Linked DNA regions of Mus musculus: all the other regions are linked to region 1. A link is a contact called in public Hi-C and HiChIP or PLAC-seq data. All regions are on one chromosome and are shown on one strand. The core of a region is the stretch at or near the end of the contact, and the rest is flanking DNA. Distances in the headings are between cores, read along the strand shown.

Region 1 (4,343 bases), core at 555-3,054:
GGAAGCCCCCACCCCCACCTCAGCATTGCTTCGTGTGCGCTACATCTCCTAGACCCCTCCCGTGTCTCCCTCGAGCCCGGTGGCGGCACACCCATTCCTTACCGATAGTTGTGATGACAGTGATGGCGAAGTAGAAGGAACCGGCGAATTTCCACTGGACACCAGCGCGGTGGGGCTCAGACTGCAGGATTACCAGCTCCAGCTGCTGGTAGTCATCGGAGCTGATGTTGTACTTGCCTCTGAGACGGACTTCTTCGGCTTTAAGTTTCTCCTCCTCGCGCATCTCATGGTCCGACTCGAGGGCGTCGAACACCGCGGCACCGACCAGCAGGTAGGTGAAGGTACAGGCGATCAAGGACAGGGTACGCACGTTCTGCCGCTTCATGGCCGCGAAGAAGGAGATGCTAAAGGGAAGTTGGACCAGACCACGAGAATCCCAATGCAGCGCGGCGCTGACCAAGCCTCCTCTACGATGGAGTCGAAGTTGCAAGCGGTGGTAGCAGCAGATGCCACAGCTGATGTTGGAAATTTCGGTCTCCTCTTGGGCATCATCACTTTCACGAACTTCACCACCACCTGAAGGCTGAGGGGTCTCCCCGGGTGCCGCGGGCTCCTGGGACTCAACGACCTCACCGGGCTCCCCGGACTCTGCGGATTCTGCGGGACCAGCGGACGCCCCGGGCTCGGCAGGCTCGGCTTCCTCTGCGGGCGCAGCGGGTTCCGCGGGCGCAGCGGGTTCCGCGGGCGCAGCGGGTTCCGCCGGCTCAGCGGGTTCCGCGGGCTCAGCGGGTTCCGCGGGCTCAGCGGGTTCCGCGGGCGCAGCGGGTTCCGCGGGCGCAGCGGGTTCCGTGGGCGCAGCGGGTTCCGCCGGCGCAGCGGGTTCCGCGGGCACAGCGGGCTCTTCGGGAGCACCCAGTGCAACGGATTCCGCGTACACAGGGGGGTCCGCGGGCGTGGTGATCACCACCGGGGCGCGCGAAATGGTGGACATGTTGATGACATTGCTTTGGCGCGGAGGCCAGCGATCCTGAACCCGGGACACCCTATGCCAGGCCTGGGTCAAGCGGTTTGCCCCAGTGCGGATGGTTGTGCGGATGGATGGCCCAAGCTCGTTCCGCGCGGGCTGTCTGGTCCTGGGCACCTCGCCCCTCGAGCCTGCGGGCTCGGTTGGGGCAGGATCGGTAGCCGGGACAGAGGGAGACCCGGGGAGGGGTTCCCCATCCCTGATGCGTTCCCCGGCTAGCGGGGCCCAGCTAATCGCCTCCAGTGTGGCGGTTGCCCCGCGGGGACCTGCTTCTCCCTCTAGCTTTCTTCACCCCCTTTGGGTTGGGGGAAATAGAAAGTTTGCTAAGTGAAGGAGTCTCTAGAATCCCTGCAAGCAGGGATAAAGTCTATCTAGCAGGGGCAACGGGCGAGGAAACCCGATGCCCCAAGATCCGAAAGCCCCGTGCCCACCTGGGCGCGCGGGGCACGCGGGGTGCCCGCCGCGCGACAGCCGATCTGCGAAGTTTGTTCTGCTCAGCCTCTGAAGCTCAGGAACACGACGAAGCCCAAGACAGGAGCCGCGACGGAGCTACCTCGGGGACGAAGAGGGAACTGCGCGGCAGCGGCCGGCCAGCCAGCTCCTCGCCGGGTGGCGGGCGAGGTGGCGGCGGCGGCGGGAGGGGTCCCGCAGCCCTGGAGGAACTGAAGGGTAGGGATGGGGACAGGCAAAGGCGCATCAGCTGCCCGAGGATCCTAAGACTCTGGCGTCCAGGAGTCCAGAGAGGCAGCCGCCGCTCTGGTCTGCCTGAGGCGCTGTGCGTGCGCGCCGGAGGGAGCCCGAGTGTATGTATTCGCGGGTGTGCGTGCGCGCGTGTTTGCGTTTGACGGCCCCGCTCCGGCGGGAGGGAGGGGGGCAGGCTACTCCGAGGACCGGCTTCCCTCCCTCCTCTCTTTTCTCCCTCCCTCCCTCCCTCCTGCAGCCTCTGGGTCGCGCCACCTCCCGCCTGGTCCCCAGCCAGCTGGTGAGGCGGCAGTGGCAGCTCCTGCAGCAGACCTGGTACTGCGCAGGGTGCACATGAAGGAGCCCAGGAGTGATGGCCAGAGAGAGAGAAAAGGAAAGGGGTTGAACTAGGTGCTGCTAGGGTTCGGGGATGGGAGGCCAGCTGCTAGAGGGTTTGAGATGGGGATGAAGTGGCTTCCTTCTGAAAAAGTACTGCTCCCCTAAGAGCGCACCCAACCTTGGCAAAGTGAAGAGAGAGTTTGAGGGCCCTGCAGCTGGGGATGAAAAACGAATTTGACCAGTGGAGACAGATTAACCTTTTATGGGGGAAAACAACAACAACAACAAAAACCGGGAGAGTTGGAAATAGAAAAGGAAGGGGCTATGAGCCCTGGAGAGTGCAACAGCAGTGGCCACACGCTCCCCCTTGTAACACACACACACACACACACACACACACACACACACACACGTCCAGCTGCAGCAGCCACCTGGCTCAGCAGCGCCCTACTGGATACTGCCTTCTAGATTGTTGGGGTTTTGACAGCCACCTTAGTTCGGATAGTGGCTGTGTCCCGGGTGGTCTTGCACCTGCTACCCCCCTTCCCCGCTACTTTTCCCTAGAGATCTCGCAGACCACCACTTTTAAGAGTTACACCTCAAGAAAGGATGGACAGGAATTCTCATTTCCCCTCTCCAGCAGTAGCCTCCCCGCCCCCACCCCCCATCCCCACTTCCCCCAGTGCGCGCGCTTCTTCACTGTTCATTTCTTGATTCCTCTGCTGAGGAGCAGAGTGCAGGAACTTCCCCCCCCCCCGCGCGCGCTCCCCCGGCGAGGCACCCTCCAGGTTAAGGCTTGGAAATAGAACAGGAGGATCTGGCCAGGGAGCTACTAGCCTTTGAGTTTAAGGAAGAAGCCAGGATTCCTGTTTAGGTCTTCTGGGTTCCCCACCCACCCATCCTCTTTAGGTTGCCCAGAGGTTTTCTTGCTCACAAAGCTCCCCTAGAGCAGTGCTGCTGCGGACTGGGACAGACAGAATCACGCTTTTGAGACCCCGGGCTTTGGTTTCCTCGACCAGGCTATCTTCTCTGTCCCTAGCCATGGACGCTGATGAAGAGATCTGGTGACCACCAAGCAACAGCTAAAAGGCGGGAGCTAGAAGCTGTCCATGGAGATAGGAGCAGCCTGTGAATCGTCCCCAGCTGTTGAAAGAGTTCGGAGACTTAGAAACCCTGTGTTCTTCAGCTTCCTAGACCATGCCCCAGCCTCTGTCTACCCAGACGCATAGCCCGATGGACTAGGGGCTTCATGTATGCTCCCAGGTAAAATTTAAAGGATCATGAGTGCACCACAGGGCAGGGGCATCGGGCGCTGTGAGCTATTCCTGAACAGTCAAGTCTCCGTGTGGTCTTCCTGGTACCCGGATGGGGAGCTCCACCTGATCAGGTGCGCTCCCCAAAATTCATTTTGGAAGCCAAGGCCCCCGTGCTTTGCAAGGGAGCCTGGCTGCGGAGTGAGTCACCACAAGCGAGCAACAAAGATTCCCAGCAGCTGGTAATTAATTGAGTCGTGGCTCAGCCTACGACGGAACCCCAGTCAGGCCTCCCGCTGCTCTGGCAGCGGTGGCACCCTGAGTCATGGCCTGACCGTCGGGCCAGCAAGAGGTCCGATAGGGCTTGTGCGTCTCGGCGCCACCAGGGGGCGCTAGACTCCGACCCACAGATCTGCCCACGTTTGAGCCAACCAGACTGCAGCGAGGTCCAAGCTGTCCCCAAAGACAAGTGCAGGAGCTGTGGGGGATGGGCTGAGCTCTGATGACTGGAGTCCAGGCTTTGCTCAGAGAAGCTCCAGTTCCACACAGCGTTTTGGAAAGACGGAAAGGCACTTCAGTTTGTTTTATAGGTGAAGGAAAGGCCTCCTGTCCAAGACCACAGAATTACTCCCATCTAGAACCCATTGTCCCCGGGCTTCTTTCCAGAGTTTCCTCCAGGATTCCAGTTTCTTGTCCACATCGCACAACCCAGTTTTTGAATGTCTTTTGACTCCTTGGAGAGGAGCCTGGGTCCTGACTATTCGGCCTGCATCCCTAGTCCCCATTCTCTTGGGAAAGATGCTCAGTTCCCACTCCAGGATGATGCTCAGTGAGTGCTTGCTAGGATGGTGGCAACAAACACACACACACACACACACACACACACACACACACACACACACCAGGGGTAGTTCTGGGAGTTTCACCTCCGAGGGTTACGTGCTGAACCCACGGATTTTTTTTTAATGCTCAAAAAAAACCCCAAAAAACAGTACAGTGTTTTTGTCTGTTGGATAATTGCCAATTAAGCTCAGAAATTCTTCCTG
Region 2 (4,343 bases), core at 1,205-3,704, 400 kb after region 1:
CATTTAGCTGGTTAGGATCACGGGTCAGGTGACCAGCTCTGGTGATCTGCATCAGTGATGCAGAAACCACGGAAGAACTCTCCTTACCATTCACAGTGATCATTCCTGTAGTCTGTGGGACTCCGACCAGCGTCACCGGGTACAAACCAGATTCCGCAGGGAGGGAAAGCGCTGCAGGAAGAGACTCAAACTCCACTCCGCTGGTGAGAAGCCCCTGCAGGAAGTGAAGGAGCACGGTGAGGAAGCACAGCCCGGACCCATGCTGGACAGCTACCCGCTAACAAACGCTGTGGCATGCACTGCAGAAACCATGGGAACGAAAAGTCCAGCAGCATTGCAAAACCCCACAGAGAATATCAAGGGAGACAGGTGCGATCTGGGCACTGAGAGCGAGTATCGTCATCTGATTCCTTTGCTTTGCTGTTTTGTCAAATGAGAAGGCAGACCCAAAGAAAAGTAAACAAATATTGTGTTTCACACACAAAAGGAAAAGAGTGTGGAAGCTGATTTCACACCGGGGCATCTGTGAATTATTTGTTCGTCTCAATGAAGAGCGGGCTCTGAGCTTGCTAGTGAACCACACGAGTCCCCAGCCTCAAGAAGCTGCCCCTTGACAGGCCATAGTGCAGAGACAGCAGCCCTAAAGGAGATTCCAGTCAGTGCCAAAAGGACATCTGTTCACAAAGGCAAAGTCATGACCATTGCCACCCCCTGGAATCCATGTTGAACCCTGCATAAGCAAGTATGGTCAGCAAAGAGGCAAAGGCCAGAAGGAAGTTTAAATAGCATGGGCATTGTTGTGAGCTATCAAAAATAAAACAAAACACAAAAACATGAAAACTGGAAAGGGAAAAGAAGGAAATAGCATTAACAAGACCATAAACATGTTGGAGTAAATTCCAAAATGTTGTGCAAGATTCCATGGCAGATACTGAACACGACCGGAACAAAGAGGACCTCAACGGAGAAAGAATTCCGAGATTCTCCCAAGCAGATGGTTCTCCGCAGGACAGTGGTCAAAATGGGAGGAACTCACCTTGGATACACTGACCAGGAGTGGGTGTGTGCACAGACTCGTGAGCACTACTCACAACATTAGGAAGTATGCCAGCATCAAAAGTAGGGGTGCAGGGAGGGACCCTGGGGGAACGGGCTGGGATAGCAGAAGTGTGAACCACAGGAGTTTATGTGCACACACACACACACACCTGTGCACAGAGAAAAGAAAGCATGTGCATGTATGCCCACACTTACACACCCTTCCCCAGCTCTGTCTTCAGAGAACACCAGAAGCCAAAGCACTCTGGTAGCATCCAATGATGTATGTGCGGTGTGGATAGACGTCATGGGTAAGAGTAGAAGAAAAGCCAACTATATGGCTGTTGTCCCTAAGCAAAACACATGGACACTTAACTTATGTTCAAGCTAACTAAAGCCAAATGGCAGTTGCTAATACATCCTCAGAGTAGGTAGTGAATATATTAGAGTTTATGCCTAAAATGCTTCATAAATAAATATTTTCAGTTTCTGACACCAAGTGGTGGGCTATCTCCAAGTAGAGTTTTGAGTTATAGTTTTTTACTCTTAATATTTTACAATAAGCATATATTTTTAATGTGCTTATCATGAAAATAATGAAAGCAATCTTTTTAAAGACTTGTTTTTTTTTAAATAAGCCAAGCATACTAAACATGTCTTGAATCCCAGCACTTGGGAGGCACGGGCAGGTATAGTGCTGTGAGTTCAAGCCCAGCCAGTTACATAGTGAGCCTTTGTCTCAAAGACAAAAAGAAAGGGGTGCAGGGAGAGAAAGATAAATAGATAGATATGGAGAGGCAGCAGCAGCCCTTGGACAGCAGCAATATATTCTCACAGAGGGCAGGGCAGATAGCCCAGCAATAAGTTTATCAAGCAAGAAAGAGGTCCAGAGTTTGGGCCCCCAGAGCCCACACAATACCAGGTGAGTGTGAAAGCTAACCTTTAACTCCAGCCTCAGAAGGGATCCATGGAGCAAGATGGCTAGTTAGACTAGCCACATTGGCAAGCTCTGGATTTGATGAGGAGATCCTGCCTCAAAAAAATTAAGGTGGCCGGGCAGTGGTGGCACACAACTTTAATCCCAGCACTCAGGAGGCAGAGACAGGTGGATCTCTGAGTTCAAGGCCACCCTGTTCTATAGAATGAGTTCCAGGACAGCCAGGGCTACACAGAGAAACCATGTCTCTAAAAACCAAATAGAAACAAAATTGAGGTGAAAGAGCAATGGGGAAGAGCCTCACCACCAAGCTGGGCCCTCCACATGCACACTGCACATATCCCTGTGCACACTGCACATATCCCTGTGCACACATGAGAGGGAAAGCCCTAAAGAAGGATCCATAGAACAGTGTGCACAGGGCCTAGCCTGTCCCATGTGATGAGGTTATATACACCTCCTTCCCTCACCACACATGTTCTGAGGAGCATGACTAACTACAGAGCGATCATCAAGAGGGTGAGGTCAGAGCCATGCAGTGCAAACATTCTTTTCTTACTAAACCACAGCCTGTACTAAACCTTGAGCCCTGACCTCCAGATGACTATTTCAAATCTATATTCAATCAATTAAGATCACTGTGTACATTAAACTGAAGGCTTACTTGTAAATAAGTGCCAAGCAAAGATACTAAAATGACAAAGCACAGCCTCTGCACACAGGATGTCCAGAGACCTCACCTAACCAGAAATAAAATCAAGTGGATGTCAGTGGATATTTATGGCCGACATTAAGTACTACTCAGTGATAATAGATTTAGGTCAAATGTCTTGTTGCACGTACCATGTTTTCCACGCGGAGCTCAAACGGCATTGGGTTGTACACCATCAGCTGAACTTCACACACATCTCCTTGAACCCACTGGAAATCTACAAAATACATAGAAAAGATCTCCAAGGTGAGTTGGTACCATTGCTCTTCTTGGTTTGTTGCTGCGTGCGTTCATCTGGAGAGCAGAGTAATGGGCCACATGCTTGCCTTGGCATGAGCAGTTCACACTGAGTTCCCTCTGCAGCTAGGAAACATAGCAGACCAGTGATGATGGCTATGGTGGTGACCAGTGCTTCTCTGGGCAGGTACAGGGGCCTCTTGCAAGAGGCCCAGAGCATGATTTCTCTATGTCCCCTAAAACCTGGTTAGGCATACTCCTGATTTATTGCAACAACCTGCTTTGGGGCACACACAACTGCCCCAAAGGTCTCTGAATAGCCACCACTGAGAAATAGTCTCTCACTTGATCCAGAACAACCCTGAGCCAGGTTCTAAAGTCCCACTCCACATATGACACAACTGGAGCCCAGGGTGGTACTATCAGTACCCGAAGTCACCTAATAGAAGTAAGAGCTTCAGATCCAGGCTACAGTAGCACCTAGAATGACCCCTGACAGCCCCGGCCTGTCCAGGCCACTACTTTGCCCCTGGGGCAGTGATTGATATCAGCACAAGACCTTACAAAGACATGAAGTCCTAGTGCAAATGACATCAGACCCAGGAAGGTATGGTGACTTTGGTCTGGAATGTCGTTCCTCAAGGAGGCTGAAGCAGGGGTATCAAGACAGAAGATCCTGTCTTAAAACAAAGAAGCCAGGAGATTCTGCACCCTATTGTGCTCCAGCCCTGCACCTTGGCTGTCCAGCTTCCTCTAGACGGCCCTTTGTGGGTGCCATCTGGATCAGTGGTAAGCTTTCTTTCCCTTAAGAACTGGTTAGGAAAGGCATTGTCTAGATAAAATGTCAGAGGGGAATTATGGAAGCTGGGGTAGTGCTGGATCAGATGAAATGGGGGACCATTTACTCAGAGATGAGTAAGAATCTGGTGACAGAAAGAGAGCATTAAGCAAGCATGGTGCTTCTCGGCACGCGGCACACCACCACTGGCTGCCTAGGTTGTACATCAATGAAGCTGGTTCAGCTGCACTTTCCCTGATTCAGTCGTAAGAAGCTGTTGAAGCTTCCTTGTATGAACGTAGTCTCTATCTGCAGGAGAGACAGAGGCAAACACTGTTTAGCCAGCAGGCTTGACCAAACCACGTGCAGCCCCACACAGCATCATAAACTTACTTAAAATATTAGGAGATTTTTGCTTGCTTGCTTGCTTGCTTGGTTGGTTGCTTGCTTGCTTGGTTGGTTGGTTGGTTTGGTTTGGTTTGGTTTGGTTTGGTTTGGTTTGGTTTGGCTTGGATTCTTGGTTTGTTTTGTTTTGCTTTGCTTTCTTTGTTTGGAATGGGGAACTCAACTGGGAGGCTCTCAAGGGTGAACTTTGTAGATAACAATGTTGTGTTAGAGTGCCGGGAGATGTGACAGGCTGA
Region 3 (4,343 bases), core at 610-3,109, 360 kb after region 1:
GACCCTAGAGAGACTCTCCTGCACTTCTCCAATCTTTGGACTCCAGAATTTGCCCTCCGTGTCTTCCAAGGTTTTCAGCCCTTCTGCCTCAGACTGATCCATGTTCCTCCAGAGTCTCCAGCTCATGGGCAACCTGTTGCAGGGCTTTCCGCCCTCCACAACTATGTGAGCCAGTTCCTATTGTACCCAGCAGCAGCCCCTCCTCTCTGATGAACCCTGGCAGATCTGATAACTGGTCATGCAGCAGGCACAAGTGCATGGGGGCATCCAACTCGTTCCACACTCCCTGTAAAGTGGGCATTGCCATAGTGATTGTACGCATGAGAGAGCCAAGGTTCCAATGAGGTGACTTCTTCAGTATTACACGGCCCATCAACACATAGCTAAAACACAAACTTGGAACCACCGGCCACCCTGACACAAAAGCAACATCCTGAGCTCACCAGCATCCCCAGAGGTCCAAACTATATATATATATATATATATCAAAACACTACCAAACCTATGGTTAGGGCTTACAAATGGCTTAGCAACCAACCCTAGTGACAGGCTATGTTTTTTTTTTTTTAACGTGCTTCTAGAAAGAAAGAAAAAGATATGAACGAACAAGGAGATTGTGTGTATGTGTGTGTGTGTGTGTGTGTGTGTGTGTGTGTGTGTGTGTATGGTAACAGATACCTAAAATAAACTTGAATAGAATGTAACTAAAATAAAATACACTTGCAAAGGTAAAAGAAAGCAAAGGGTGTCTCGTGGGAGTCTGTCAGCGTAGGCTGTTCCAGGTAGAATATTTTTCAAAGATGCCTTCTCATGTATTCATAAAATCCATGGATGCCAAAAGAGCCCATCTGGTTATCATAAAATATGCTCAAGAAAACCAGAGCAGTAGAAGCAGTTGGCTAAAACGATGAGCCAACACTCATCCTTAATTTCCGTAGAGAAAGCATGTTTGTTCATTCAGAAACTCCGCAGTGTGTTTAGGAAAGTAAAAATATGTCTATGGTGACAGTGGAATTGGAGCAGCACGGTCCCCAGCCTCCATGGACAGCCTCATCCGGACACTTCTCTCCCTCCACAGGTGCACACAGTGATGGCACCAGACCTAAGGCCTTCTGCCCTTTCCAGTGTCTGGAGGCTTCCCATTGTCTGCCTGAACACATAGAGTGCTCTGGGGTTCCCAGAAAAGTTGTAGCTTGGGGTACAGTAGCTACTGATATAGGTGGTTAAGTAACCTTCTTTCCATAGAAGAGGATAGATTAGTTCCAGGCTTTATATATATATATATATGTGTGTGTGTATACCCACAAACACACACACATATATATGATTACATATCAAGCTGCTATTAAATCATTTCTTATGGAATAAGATGTCAATCAAAAAAGTGATGATTTTTCTTGATGCTACAACAAAACCATAGAAGGAAGGTAGTTTGTAGCTGCCCTGGAGTGAGACATGCAGAGTTCTCTGGGGAGGCCACTAGTGCAGAGTGGTAGATGTGGCCACAGGTAAGCTTGCTCTTCCTCCTTTTCCCTGTGTACTGTCACTGAATGGCCCTATGCTCGCAGCCTGGGGTTCAGCAGAGACACCAGTGGCTTGCTAAGCTCTGATGAGATCCCGCTCTGCTTCCCACGGGTGGGTACGCTTCTTGCCACCTTTCTGATGAACACCCTGGGAGCAGGCTGCTAAGGGCAGAGGCATCAACACGGTTGTTCATCCAGAGTCCAGGGCTATGTGTGAATCACATCTGACGGTGTACCGCTTCACAGTTTGCTGACAGCTAAAGCAGGGGTTGCCACTGTGGCCTGGGATTACTTTTATCAGTGGGCCGCTGCTCTGCAGTCGGCTGTGTTCTCTCCCATGACCTGCCCGCTCCCCTAACGCTGTCCTCTGAGATCGGAAGAGCTGTTCAGCATCCCTGCCCTGGTCTGCTGTTCTCTTGTGAGAATAAATATGGATTTTTGGAGTTCTCAGTCTTATTTTTTTAAAGAGTGGTGTGACTCATCCCAAAGCACCCGGAAGCTGAAGGCAGCTTGCTTGCAGTCTTAACACAGGGGTATATCTCTTTCTGTCTTTGGAATTCCTAGATGCCTCAGTATTACCACAAACATGTGTTTTGGTTTTGATTTTTTTTTAAAAGAAAGCCTGAGATTTTGTTGAAACTTGGCTTTTCCTTGGTTTAGAAAACATAAGGACGGAGAGAATATTTAACAGTGCCCAACACACTCGCCTGGCATGCAATTCAGTTACTTCCTGCCTGTTCTCACAGGGTCTTCATTTGTGACCAGGAGATCACACCGGTCCTGCTGTCGACATGCCCCTGTGCCAGCACAAGCCCCCTGAGAATCTGTCTGAATGCATGTCGCCCTACTGTGCTTGAGAGGGCAAGTCCAGGATCCTTGTCTCTGAATTCCCAGGTTCTGCCTACCTGCCGCCTACCTGGGTGTCCCTTCCTCACTCAGCCCTTGCCCCCTCAGCCTCGAGAGCTATTCCTTGGTCTCCTTTGAAAAGCCCTGCTGTCCCCCTTTGTCATCAGAAACAGGGGTTCCCCCCCACACACCCAGGGCTCCATGAGAACTTTTCTACCTTGACCCACGCTGCCTTTGTGAAGATGTTCTCATCGGCCATCTGCCTTCAGGGACCAGACACAACCTCTACCCAGTTCCCGGTCCTGTGGGCTTTTGGTCCTTTGGGGAGACAGGGGAGCTCTGACTCCTAAGTTGCCCATTCCCTAGCTGGGTCCCCATGGCAACCTCATTGCTGCTTTCATACTTGTTGCCCCTTTCTCTGCCTTGTGTTTTATACAAACAGGGTGGGCTGCTGCCTTCTCCCCAGCCAGTGTTAACTTCCTTGGTGCCTTCTCTTCTCTGCCCCCTTAGCCCCTTATAGAAGGCCTCCAGGGACGAGAGACTCTGGGCCTGCAGCCCTAGCCTCTTCACAGTCTGACCATCCCATCTAGGCCTTGAGTGGTTCACTGGTGACTTTGAACAGATGTTTATTCTCTTCTGCCAACTTTTTTTTTTCCATATTTGAACTGAAACGGGGGGGGGGGGTATCTTAGATTTTAATCCTGACCTATGATTGCTTTTGGGTTGTGTTGGCCATTGAGTGTTGCTTTTGTTTTGTATTCAGTGGGCTGTCTGCTTTTGCTCCAAAGGAACAAAGCTAATGTGCTGGACTGCCTGCCCATCGTTATATTTAGCCCTGCCACCTACCTGCCTTCTGACTCACAGACAGTCATTTCACAGCGCCGCAGCGTAGCCATGGGAAAGGTCAGCCTGTCCCTGCCTCCCTGGGGCTCGTAGGAGAGCATCTCTGCTGATGTAGACAGCTTCGTGCCACCCACCACATTTGCCCCAGAGGTCTGTTTAATAACCTATGAAGTACGTACATTACTAGGCCCCCTGTTCGGCCAGCATGTGGGAAGGTTGACTTTGTTCTTTGGTTTAAATTCCGGTTGGAAAATAACTTTCTAAGCCCCTGGGATGGAGACTGGGGTGTTTGTCATTCATCAGCAACAGGTGACTGCACTGCAGGCAACGAGAGCCTCTCTGTGGACCATCGATCGATCTCCTGTGCTCATCATTGCTCTCTCCAGTCAAGCTGTGGTGACTCACCAAGAGACAACTGCCGGGTGGGGGTGGCTGTTCAGTGGAAGGAATGATGATAGGTGCTTCCGTCCAAACAGGAAGAGTTGGTGTCTGGTGGAGTACGGACCCTGTACTGCTAGCTCAGGGTCCAGACTGCCCAAGCATTTCCAGTGCTGTTCTTACCTCCCCACGACCACCTTCTCTACTCTCACCCAAGCTCTAACCCCCCTCATCTTTCCTGTTTCTGCCATCGTTGGCCTCCCAGCTACAGCTTCCCCTCCTTGCTGCCTTCCGCATGGGCATCATGGCCACACTGCTGGTGCACAGTGGCTTTGCCTCTCTTTACTACAGCTTGAGTCAGAACTTCTCACTGCCATGGTCAGTATACAAAGTAGGCTATGGCCCTACCCTGAGGCCATGTGATCTTCCCACGCTCCTCCTTCATTTCTCATGGCCCTTACATCTACCTAGTGAGCCACACCCTTGCAGTTACTGCCTGGGGTGCATGCAGGGCTGCTCTGCCTTCCTCTGTGCTGATGTTACCTAGGATCTTAGAAATGTCAGCCCTCCTCCCACTGTCACTTAACTGGCATCAGGGTTACTGAAGGCTCGAGGAGACACTACAATGCTCAGCACGGTTTGTGAACCATCAGGATAGACAGCCTTCCCCCTGGTGTAGGCAGCCTTCTGCTGCCTACTTGAAAACTTCCTACTCATCCTCTGACCGAGTCATTCCAAAAGCTTTGGGCAGAC
Region 4 (4,343 bases), core at 1,295-3,794, 300 kb after region 1:
TTGTTTGTTTACATTGTGCACAATGTAGCCTCAGCCTCCCAAGTGCAGGGATTTATAGATCAGAACTACCACAACCAGTTTAGGCAACCTTTTAAAGACTGGAAATATATAAATCTTGATATTTCACCAATAAAACATTGATGAAGAAAGTACATATTCCTGAACACCCTGGCCGGTGCTACAAAGTCTGATTAGCCTCTTTCTAAATGAATGAATGAGTGAAGCACTTTTGCAACACTGAATGTCAAGATGGATGCCCAAGGAGAGCCCGGATCATCTCTGCTCCTCAGGTACCCACGGCTGTCTAGATGTTCTCAAAAGTGGCCCTAGGCACCCTGGAGTCATTTTACTCCTATGGGTCAGTTCCTTCCCTACTACAAGTGGTATTCACCAAGATTCTTTCTCAAACACACGTGAAAAAAGAGACTATGCATGTTAGCCATTTGTAGCCCTTTAAGATTGCCTGAAAGCCAAGAAGCACTCAGTGGTACATACACCCCCTGCTCACAGACCCCATGCTGGGCTGGGTTGTCTCCCTAGTCCCAATACTGCTAACATTGAGTCCTTGGATCCACCCCATGCCCTCTCTCCAAGCTTCTGCCTGCTGTTGCCTGGGAAGCTAGCCTCCACCTTCCACTCCATTTCACACAGTTTGGTTTATAAAAAGCTGAAGTTTCTAAGTTGACATAGAAATAGCTGAGTGAGCGTTCCTACTTAGAGGCAGTAAGCCCTGTGTGGGCATCCCAGTGAAGACTGCAAACTCCCAGGAAGGAGGAGAGGCTGTGACAAGGCACAGAAGCTTCAGGGTTTCTCAAATGAAACCTCCCTTAAGCCAGCGGGTAGACACACAATCCGCCAGTATATTAGTCCTCTTGGGAGGTGCTAAATACTTCTTAACTGATTTTTTTTTTAATCTATGCCAAAAGGCCATTAATTGTTTCCTGTTTTCATCCATTTGGTCTTCATTTGTCACTAAGAGCGCTGTACATCAGCAAAGCCCAGTCCCCATCCTCGTAGCAACTCACAGCCTGATGCTGCAGGCAGGGGAAACCAAGGGAACTACAACCTGTGTAGGCATCCGTGTGCCCAGGCAGGGTAGCAGCTGGGTGCCAGGTGAGGGAGGGCTGGGTTAGCTAGCAATCAGCCCCCCTGCTGCAGAATCCCTACCCGGTAATCCTCCAGCCACTCCTCCCAACCTGCTGCAGAATCCCTACCTGGTAATCCTCCAGCCACTCCTCCCAAGTTCTGAAACTGTGCTTTACATCCGAGGCACTGTTCACTCCAAAGACCTATGTTATCCGAGGCACTGTTCACTCCAAAGACCTATGTTTGCCAATTAAGGGAGAGGTTCTGAAGACAGAACAGATCTGTTTTGCCACTGTGGGTGGGGGCTGTATGTCTGAGAATGCATGTGCACAGGTGTGCATGCCACCTTGTCTCCACCGAGTGCCTGCAGTGGTGTGGCATTTAACAATGGTGTGAAAGGTTCTTTCCCAAATCACTGGCTGAAAGATAAAGGAGTTCAAAGACCCTCCCTACCAATTACAAAAGGACAAAGTGTTCCCCATTCAGATTCTACACAGAAACACCTTGTATTCTGCAATCCTCTGCCTCCAGATCCTTCAGCCCATTCACACAGCCATCTTCACAGAAGAAAAGTCACAGCATGGGAGATGGTAACTCCTAGCTCATGCCCTGTAGATATTCCTTGCCACAGCCACTGTCTCTGAAGCCTGGGGGTCTCCCCTTCCCCAAGCCATGGGCTTTTCTAGGTCCTACTTTTCTTTCACTTGACTGTACCAGTTAGTTATCAGTCGGTGAGGGTCGGTGCCAAATGGCTAATTGTCTATATCTCTGGCCAACATTTCCACTTTCTATTTATGATATTTACTTCATTCATCACTCTTAGCTCATCTGCCAACTATAAGCTGCTATGGGTAGAAGAACCAGTCAGGGTTCAAACGCCATGAGTGCCTCCTACTAAGGTGTGTTGAAGGCACGAAGAACTGGGAATTCCATTTAGCCATGGCTCTCATCTTTCTGTGTGGAATCCATGAGCCCTTCCAGACATCAGGTCTGTACATGCCCTAAGGAGTGCTAGCTCAAGGTCTGCTGTGTGAATTACCAGTGAATGAATGAATATTTGGAGGAAATACATACAATTTCTTTTCTTAATAACTTAGTAGCTGTATTGGGGAGACCGTGATAGAGAAACAAGAACAATGGATCTTTAAGAATGCTTGTCTATGATTTAAGCTTTGTTAGTGATGGGCAGTAGCTACAAAGCTATCTTTAGTATCATCTGCTTAAAGGGCAAGAATGGAGACCATCTGTTAGCGGCAATCACTTTTGCTGCCCATTCATTTATAAAGTATACATATTACTTAGGCATAAAATGCACTCCTTTTTTTTTTTAATTTTTGGTTCTGAGTACATATATGTCTTCACATGCCACAAAGCACCCTGGGGGGGAACAAAACATCCTATGGAGAGACTCTTCCCAACCAAACGGGTTAATGGTAACCATGGCAACTGCCTCCAAGAATAGCATCATCTGCAGTAGCATTCATGCTGGGACCGTCGACAGAATGGTTATAAATATACCTATTAGCAGCCTGAACTGAATCTTTAAACAGCACTGTTGGGAGAAAGGGTACCTAAAAATAGCTCCCACGCTTGCATTTGAAGACGTGTCCTCAGAAAAACCGCATCTTGTGCACATACTTTCACACACACAGGAAGATTTTTTTTTTAATTTTCTCTTTTTCTCTAACAATGGGCACCAAAACACTGAAGAAGCATGAGAGACAATGCAGAGCTTTATGGCCTTCTAATTTAATTGCCTCATTCCAAAAAACAGCCTCCACCCCCAAACAGAGCAGGCCAGACTTAGCAGTCAGCAGGTGACAGGCAGGGAAGGGCAAGGTGGCCCCAGAGCCTGCACAGCAGGGTGACCCACAGGCTCCACATACCATGCTCACAAGGAAGGCTGTTTCTGCAGTGACCTCACAGGAACACTGGAGAGAGATAACAGCTACTCCCAGCAAAGGGCCAGCCACTTCCCACATCCACATGATAGTCCTGTGCTTTGTCCACTCTATGCAAGCAATCGTCTCCAGTGTTCCTGAGGCTTTATTCACACTGTCCCTGAGGATGGCGAGTCTGCATACACGACAGGAAGTGAGAACCAGATGGTTACAGGCTTGAACTTTGGCTCAAACACATCATTACTTTTTTCGTATGAATAAATTAACATCTCCAGAGCTCATTTCTTTACTGCTGAAGAAGACTGGTAGAGACTTAGAGTACTGCTACAGGAAGTCAGGACAGAGAAATCTCAGTGCCCAGTACCAGGCATACCCACCCTATGAGTTTCCCTCCTTGCCTTGATCCCCTTCAACTCACAGACCCCAGCACTCTGAGAGCATGGGTCACAGTGCCTAAACAACAGATCTACAGAGCATGGCGCCCATCTGAAAAGCAGCTGCCAGTCAATGAGCTACCCAGGCATAGCATGGGTGGGACAGGAGAGGGAGGAAAGGAAGCCACACCTCTTAAGCATAAAGGTGCATGGCTATCTGCCCAGTAGTTATGAAAGATAAATATTATAAAACAATATTCTGTCACTATGTGGGGCCCAGGCATTGGTCAACCAAAGTGAAGCCAAACAGGCACAGCTTCCTGGTCACATCTTTAACTTGTGATCATCCTGGTCTCCACCCCGTGTGCTAGGTACCAGTACATCACAAGCCTGATAACAGCAGGACCACTTGACTCAGTCCTATCCCTCAGTTTGTCCTGTCTGTTCTTGGCTTCTCTTCTTATCATGTGAATTCTAATGTCAGCTCTTCCCATTGATTTTAAAAGCCTGGTTAGGGGGCTGGTGAGATGGCTCAGTGGGTTAGAGCACCCGACTGCTCTTCCGAAGGTCCAGAGTTCAAATCCCAGCAACCACATGGTGGCTCACAACCATCCGTAACAAGATCTGACCCCCTCTTCTGGAGTGTCTGAAGACAGCTACAATGTACTTACATATAATAAATAAATAAATAAATAAATAAATAAATAAATAAATAAAAAGAAAAAAAAAATAAAAGCCTGGTTAGGATTTTGTCATGAGTAAGCTGTGACTTGTGTAGCATTAGCATCAGGAGAGAAGAGAGGTAAGAAAACCTCTCCCCAAAGCTAAATACTGCATCCATGAACATGGTATACTATGGCCAGTCTACCTGGTCCACTCGTGTTTCATGCTTACCATTATATACCTCTCCTCAGAAAGGCGTTGGATGAATATTTGGGTTTCTGCCTTTCCAGTACTGTACAGAGCTGATTCACGAAGGGCA

What was found. A called contact is a pair of places that touch in the nucleus more often than the background predicts. HiChIP or PLAC-seq counts read pairs in DNA pulled down with a chosen protein or histone mark.
Region 2: a contact with region 1 is called in a Hi-C map of pancreatic cancer cells, with 3 times the contacts expected there. The contact joins the enhancer-like site here to the promoter of Kcnk9 in region 1. A contact is called at or near these places in 10 of 39 promoter capture datasets (the 3T3-L1 cell line, the C10 cell line, the HPC-7 cell line and 7 more), 1 of 484 Hi-C or Micro-C datasets (pancreatic cancer cells), 5 of 115 datasets of contacts at active chromatin or transcription factors (embryonic forebrain, embryonic midbrain, embryonic stem cells and 2 more) and 1 of 9 other capture datasets (adipose tissue).
Region 3: a Hi-C map of cerebral cortex shows a contact between it and region 1, with 6 times the contacts expected there. The contact joins the enhancer-like site here to the promoter of Kcnk9 in region 1. A contact is called at or near these places in 3 of 39 promoter capture datasets (the HPC-7 cell line, embryonic stem cells and pre-B cells), 4 of 484 Hi-C or Micro-C datasets (the N1E-115 cell line, cerebral cortex and cortical neurons), 7 of 115 datasets of contacts at active chromatin or transcription factors (astrocytes, embryonic forebrain, embryonic midbrain and 4 more) and 2 of 9 other capture datasets (embryonic stem cells and liver).
Region 4: a contact with region 1 is called in an H3K27ac HiChIP or PLAC-seq map of SST interneurons, with 8 times the contacts expected there. The contact joins the enhancer-like site here to the promoter of Kcnk9 in region 1. A contact is called at or near these places in 13 of 39 promoter capture datasets (the C10 cell line, the HPC-7 cell line, HPC-7-derived erythroid cells and 7 more), 7 of 484 Hi-C or Micro-C datasets (the HPC-7 cell line, the N1E-115 cell line, cerebellar granule neurons and 4 more), 9 of 115 datasets of contacts at active chromatin or transcription factors (SST interneurons, T-cell acute lymphoblastic leukemia, embryonic forebrain and 6 more) and 1 of 9 other capture datasets (embryonic stem cells).

The regions. Positions count from the first base shown.
Region 1 is chr15:72,545,895-72,550,237 of GRCm38.p6, forward strand. It overlaps Kcnk9 (potassium channel, subfamily K, member 9), which reads right to left and starts at 1,805. Exons shown (of 2, transcript NM_001033876.2): 1 at 103-1,805. The coding sequence starts at 385.
Region 2 is chr15:72,945,972-72,950,314 of GRCm38.p6, forward strand. Trappc9 (trafficking protein particle complex 9) reads right to left here. Exons shown (of 22, transcript NM_180662.2): 11 at 2,819-2,904; 12 at 88-214. Among named protein-coding and RNA genes, the nearest start is that of Gm31665, 24 kb to the right of the region's middle. Within about 2 kb of position 2,455, at least 9 of the 459 cell types and tissues checked have an H3K27ac peak or open chromatin away from gene starts, as enhancers often do. A contact at or near this core is called in pancreatic cancer cells, where this site is marked.
Region 3 is chr15:72,905,247-72,909,589 of GRCm38.p6, forward strand. All of the region lies in intron 15 of Trappc9 (trafficking protein particle complex 9), which reads right to left. Among named protein-coding and RNA genes, the nearest start is that of Gm31665, 65 kb to the right of the region's middle. Within about 2 kb of position 1,860, at least 15 of the 459 cell types and tissues checked have an H3K27ac peak or open chromatin away from gene starts, as enhancers often do. A contact at or near this core is called in cerebral cortex and cortical neurons, where this site is marked.
Region 4 is chr15:72,849,352-72,853,694 of GRCm38.p6, forward strand. All of the region lies in intron 16 of Trappc9 (trafficking protein particle complex 9), which reads right to left. Among named protein-coding and RNA genes, the nearest start is that of Gm41343, 20 kb to the left of the region's middle. Within about 2 kb of position 2,545, at least 57 of the 459 cell types and tissues checked have an H3K27ac peak or open chromatin away from gene starts, as enhancers often do. A contact at or near this core is called in the N1E-115 cell line, SST interneurons, cerebellar granule neurons and 7 more, where this site is marked.